Regions from separate parts of the Mus musculus genome. Here region 2 is linked to region 1. Evidence: chromatin contacts called from public Hi-C data. All regions are on one chromosome and are shown on one strand. The core of a region is the stretch at or near the end of the contact, and the rest is flanking DNA. Distances in the headings are between cores, read along the strand shown.

Evidence for each region. A called contact is a pair of places that touch in the nucleus more often than the background predicts.
Region 2: a Hi-C map of the N1E-115 cell line shows a contact between it and region 1, with 3 times the contacts expected there. The contact joins two enhancer-like sites. A contact is called at or near these places in 1 of 484 Hi-C or Micro-C datasets (the N1E-115 cell line) and 3 of 115 datasets of contacts at active chromatin or transcription factors (embryonic stem cells and extraembryonic endoderm stem cells).

The regions. Positions count from the first base shown.
Region 1 is chr12:17,395,509-17,398,794 of GRCm38.p6, reverse strand. All of the region lies in intron 13 of Nol10 (nucleolar protein 10), which reads right to left. Among named protein-coding and RNA genes, the nearest start is that of Gm36752, 39 kb to the left of the region's middle. Within about 2 kb of position 1,439, at least 13 of the 459 cell types and tissues checked have an H3K27ac peak or open chromatin away from gene starts, as enhancers often do. A contact at or near this core is called in the N1E-115 cell line, where this site is marked.
Region 2 is chr12:17,769,061-17,772,134 of GRCm38.p6, reverse strand. All of the region lies in intron 2 of Hpcal1 (hippocalcin-like 1), which reads right to left. Among named protein-coding and RNA genes, the nearest start is that of Gm51995, 33 kb to the right of the region's middle. Within about 2 kb of position 1,419, at least 61 of the 459 cell types and tissues checked have an H3K27ac peak or open chromatin away from gene starts, as enhancers often do. A contact at or near this core is called in the N1E-115 cell line, where this site is marked.

The DNA.
Region 1 (3,286 bases), core at 190-2,689:
TTATATTTACAATGACTACATATTAACGTATCAAAGTCCCTTGCTGTCTTCCAAGGCATAATGTTACATGTCAGATAATCCTCCTTAGACACACTAATTACTAAGTTTTGCTTTTATAACTTGAGAAAAACTTTTTTTTTTAACATCTGATGACCTGTTAACTTTCCATCAGCCATGCCATGCTTTCTGAGCTAGGAGCTGTAGCTCAGAGAACTCACTTAACACATTCCAGGTCCTGAGAGGATGAGATGGCTCAATTGGCCGTGGTAAAGGCGCCCACTGTCTAGTCTGGTGCCCACTGCCTAAGCCTGGCAGCCTAAGTTCTATCCCTGGGACCCACATGGTGTAAAAAGTTGTTCTCTGACCACAACACGTGTGTGGCCACATATATATACAATACACAAATAAGTAAGCAAGTCCAAAAAAAAAAAAAAAAACAGAACTATAGTTGCTGACTATCAGCAATGCTGATGCAGTTTACTGTTTGGACCTAGGTTTAAGCCCCAGGAGTCTGACTTTATCCCTTCAAGTGGTCACTGAGGTCACTATAGAATAATCCTATCACTTGGCAGCCACTCAAGTTAACTATTAAGTTATTTTAATTATTTTCAGGGCATTTTAAAAACAGACAGAAATTAAAAAAAAAAAAAAAAAAACAGACAGAAATTCTGGGATTCAAGCAATAAAACACCACCATTCCTAGTCCCTTGAATGCCAGAGGCCAAGTGCACACTGTTGTGACCTCAGTGACCACTCGAAGGGATAAAGTCAGACTCCTGGGGCTTAAACCTAGGTCCAAACAGTAAACTGCCATTCTCCCCATGAAGCTATCACCTTCATCAGAAATAACTGGGCCCAGGCTTTACAGCACAGAACATTTGGCATCTTAAAAAATAGTAATAGAGTAAATATAACGTAGGTTATATGAAATGTCAGGTGCTATCTGGGTTAGTGTCCCATTGTTAAACACATTAAGAATGTCTATAACAGAATCACGTATATTCATATCACTGCGTTAAGACAAGACAAAATGAAGATAAGAAAGCCTCATTAATGTCAATCCAGGTAAAACTTGAGTCCTAAGGAATCAGGTCAGTTATAAAAAAGAAAACAATAGTTTTTTAAAAATAAAAATTACAGGTAAGAAAGAGATGATGGTACTGTACTAGAATACACACACACACACACACACACACACACACACACACACACACACACACACACTATTGCTTCCTGTAGCAAATAAATATCAAACTTAGCTAAGTTATAATATAAAGATTTCCTTCTATAGCTTATTCCATGTTGGCTATAAGACCCACCAGCACCACTTGTGTTTCCCAATTTTGACAGCTGAGGCTTTATAATGAGCGATCACAGACTGGGTGAGCCAAAGGGAGGAGCTGTCTTTGAGCATGTAATTGCATTTGCAGCATAATGAGCTGCCTAATTGCACATCCAAGTTTACAGGCATTAGCCTGAGTACTATGAGTCATCCAAAGGTGCACTGCTCTGCAGTAGCCTTTTGTCCTCTGATCCCAAAACTCAGATTAGCATTACTACAATTTAATCTCAGTGCTTATGCTTTATTTTATTTTGGGGAACAATCTGAGCCCAGGCTGGTCTCGACTCACTGAGTTCAGAATGGCCTTGAACTGCTCATCTTTCTACCTCTGTCTTTCAAGTGCTGGGACCATAGGCATGAGCTATAATTCAGCAGTGTTTACTTTTGAAAAGGAGAAAAATTATCTGCCATGATTTACTTTTGATTTAGTTTAGAAACATATTTTGGGGGATGGAGAGATGGCTCAGCAAGTAAGAGCACTGACTGCTCTTCCGAAGGTTCTGAGTTCAAATCCCAGCAACCACATGGTGGTTCACAACTACCCATAATGAGACCTGACACCCTCTTCTGGTACGTCCAAAGACAGCCACAGTGTACTTATGTATAATAATAAATACATCTTTGGGACAGAGCAAGCAGGGACCACAGTGTACTTATGTATAATAATAAATAAGTCTTTGGGACAGAGCAAGCAGGGATTGAGCGATAGGGGTTGATTGAAGCGAGTGGGCTGACTGGAGCAAACAGAGGTCCTAAAAAAAAATTTCAATTCTCAACAACCAGATGAAGGCTCACAACCAGATGTACAGCTACAGTGTACACATATAGATTAATTAAATAAATAAATCTTTAGAAACATAGTTTATATACTAAAAATAGGAAAAACAAGGCTAAATAAGACAGACCCTGTTTATGGTGCTCTCTCCCTGTCGGCTGGTCTACGCAAGGCTCTGACAGTACAAATGAGCAGACAGCATGTCTACATTTAAGAGCCAAGGAAGACTGGACATCCCAAGCAAACAGTTAAATACAAAAGTAAAGCCAATATTAAGAATTACAAGGAGCTGTCAGTTACTAACAGCAGCTCCTACCCCTAAGCCTTGTTAAAATGACAGTAAACACGTATGAAAAGGACTTTAGGACAGAGGAGGCACAGTGGCGCAGGGAGCACACCTCGTCAGCAAGCGCACAGACAGAAGGCCAGCGGCAAGAGCGGGAAGACTGAGACCGTCCCTCACGGTGCGCCTGGGCAGACAGGAGGAGGCATGGCACGAGGAAGGGGGTGACAGGGCTGGGGACACCTAATTCCCACCATCTCTAGGGAGACAGAATACACAGATCTCTGGTAAACCCAAGCTGCACTGCATGGCTTTGGGGCTGAAAGGACAAAGGTGGAAATGACTCAAGCTGTGGGGCTAAAATGACAACTGTCCAAATGTCAGGCCCTGAGATCCTTTGTCCCGGTCCCTTAAATACCAGAGGCCAAGTGGGCACTGCTGTGCTTGCACCTCAGGAAGAACCCAGGAAGTAGTCTCTGAAGAAAACCAAAGGTCCTGAGGCACTGGTGTCTGGAAACAGTGGCTCAAAGGATCAAAAGGAAAACGTCCAGGGGACAAGACAAGGTGCAAAGGGATTCCCAGGCAGCAGTCCACTGCCTCACTCTCACACAGGGAGCCCAGGAACAGCCCCTGCTCATGGTCACACAGAGTCCTCAGGAACACATTGCTCCACTCTTACAGAGGATCTATAGGCAGCCTCCACTGCCTCATTTCTAAGCAAGAATGGACTGCCAAAGATGCCCTTATCCAACCAAGACCGTCATTCAAAGACACCTTCCACTGTAGAGAAAGTGAGTAAAGCTAAGCCCTCCAGGAACCATGAGGAACAGATTCTACTGTGAACAGGCATTGTGGGCAAGGCAGGAGGAGAAATGTGACTGGACAG
Region 2 (3,074 bases), core at 170-2,669, 370 kb before region 1:
CATTTCTTGAAGGTTGGTTCAAGTTGGGTGAAAACCAGAATAAAAACCTGAAGCAACAGATGTAAAGGCCTGGGATCTATACCCACTTGTAATGACAGATTCAAACACTTGCACAAGCCCAGATATCCTGAACATTGCCAGCCTCAGGATGGTCTGGGAGGGCACTTCTTGAAGCACATACTTTCTCGAAAGGCTTTTGATCAGTGCAGCCCTGAGCAGATAGACCCCAGCTCTAAGATGCGACTCCTCCACAGAGCAGTCTGCTAGGGTACATGAGAGGGCTCTTTCCCCTCAGAGACATTAATGTTCTTTTCCCACCCTCCTGGCTGGTAGGTCCACTGCTCCCAGTCGACAGCAGAAAGCTACATTTTGCCCAGGTCCCTGACTGAATGATGTCCCCAGTGAATGGGAGCAATAGAATTCATGTGCCCCCAGTGAATGAGCTTCGGCCACATTCTAATAATATGCCTTGGGCAGAAGTCAACCAAGAGAACTGTCACCTTAAATATTAGATGAGGTAGCTATGTATTGACACAGGGATCTGTCCTCAGGGCAAGAGACCCCTGTGAATTTGGGGGCTACAAGTATAGCTTCTGTACCCACTCCACAAATTAGGTTGTTTTGTTTTGTTTTGTTTTTTCTTCTTCTTCTTTAAGCTCAAAAGAAAACCTCCAGGGAATTGCTCACAAGCTATTTGACTCGTGGCTAATGTCTTCGGGAAGAAGTAAGAACAGAAGTCATGCTCATTAAACCATCATCACTCCCTCCCTTCCTTGCAGAGAATGCTAGGTAGGGGAGTGGGATGTGCCGATGGCCCCTCAGTGACCCCAGCAGCTACAGTCTTGAGTCCAGGTGGGAACGTTTATGAGGAATGGTGTGGGAAGCTCAGAAAAGCTACCTTTGGCCATTTTGAGTCTTGCGATCACAGGGCCAGAAGCCACAGGTTCTGCATGGAGCCTCTGGGAGCCATGCAGAAACCTGACTATGAAGTTCCAGTGACAGGCATTAACTGAATGCCTACTATGTGAAGCCCCAGTGACAGGCATTAACTGCATACCTACTAAGCAAAGCTCTAATAACAAGCATTAATTGAAGACCTACTATGTGAACTCCCAGAGCAAAGCAAGGGGCATGCAAAGCTGTGTAAGATATTCACTGCTGGCTACACAAGAGAGGCCTGGGTCCTTTCCTTCAACATAGAGCCTGTGCCCATTCTGCCAAATACAGTGTCAAGGCAGCTGGTGGGCAGAGGGTGAGGACACAGAGGTTGAGTTTCAAGATGAACCAACTGCTCCCCTTTCACCCACCCCCACCCCCAGGGCACACGGCTGGTTTCCAGTTCCCCAGGGCACAGCTGGGACGGATCTCATGACCAATTAACAGACAACACAGGAAGGCCACAGTAATTGTTTCATGGGAGGAAGGAAGTTAGGGAGGGAGGGAACAAGCTGCCTGGGCACTCCTTGGATCCCTGAAGACCCAGCCATTGACAGTGGCTCTGCAGCCCACAGGCACTGTCCTCACCCATGCTTCTGTACCACTCTGTAGAATCTGGTCCAGCCTGCCCCACCAACCCCTGCTCCTTTTTTGTTAAACAGGGCCTCACTTTTCCTAAACAGGCCTCTAACATGCAGTGTTGCTGAGGCTGATCTTAAATTTCTGATACTCCTGATTTCATCTCCTAAGTGCTAGGATTACAGGTGTGTGTGTGTGTGTGTGTGTGTGTGTGTGTGTGTGTGTGTGTATGTATGTACCAGTTCATGCTAGGGATGGAACCCAGAACTTCATGCATGCTAGGTAAACTCTGCCAACTGAGCTATGCTATGTATCCCAAGCCCTCAGTCCTTCCTTTCTAAGCCATAGTATTAACTCCAGCCAAAGAGCGGGCTTTCTGGAGACCTGAAGACCCCAGCAATTGCAGACAGTGAAACATTTGTTGAGGGTCTCATGTGTCCTCAGTATTTCTAGCCTGAAAGTTGACACACTGGGTCAGGGAAGTCCAAGAGTATTCAAAAGATCAACTAGAGAGAAATTGGAAATCTGGGTTGTTCCAGGAACTCAGGAACTTGTATCCAGGGTGAGCCACGGGAAAGGGAAGAAAAGGATTGACATGGACCCCACCTGGAGAGGCCAGGATCTAAGTGGGAGGCATCTGAGCTGGCTCAGCTCTGGTTGAGAGAGTCCAGACCTCTTGCCCACAGGAATGGACAAGCTCTCAAAGGAGTCCCTGTTAGGATCAAGGAACCCAGGTGACTGTCAGTTAAATTGTTCTCCAGCTAGCCAAGATCCAAGCTGGCTTTGCTGACCAGTGGCCCAGGGCATCAGCTCACACTGAATCTGATCTAAAGCAAGTGTCAAGAGAGGGGAGGTGGTAGGTTTCCCCAACAGCCTGTGAGGGCACTGGTTCCCATACCTCTGAGAATTCCACTGTGGACCAGAGGGACAAGTGCACTCACTGTAGCTGTGTGTGTTCTCACAGCTGTCAACACTGTTCTCCAGGCAAAACCTCCCGAGATAAAGTTAGAGAGGACATTGATACTGCCAAGTCATTGTTGTCCTAAAAATAAGCCCTGACTTTCAACACAGGAAAGATTTCCCACCCTACCCTCTGACCAGGACACTCCCCACAGGAATCTACTCCAGGAAAGATGGCCTGCTGCCTGAGATGTTACCTAGGGTTTTCACGCTGGTCATCTCTAGGTAGGGATCATTACAGGGTGGGTCAGCTAAACTACTCTCTCCTATAGCACACCCAATCTCCAGCCATTAACCCAGAATATTCTAGAGCTAGTGGTTCTTACTCTTCCTAATGCTGTGACTATTTAATACAATTCCTCATGTTGTGGTGACCCCAAACCATACAATTATTTTCATTGCCAATTCATGCAGTAGTTTTGTTACTATTACTAATCATAATGTAAATATCTGATATGCAGGATAGCTGATATGTGACCCTTAAAGAGGTCAAGATCTACAGGTTGAAAGACGCTGTTCTAGAAGAAGCTGTTAACCAAAGAACCCTTTCTGTGCAACACAGATGATCTTTGAGGCCTAAACAGAGGTCATTATCTACA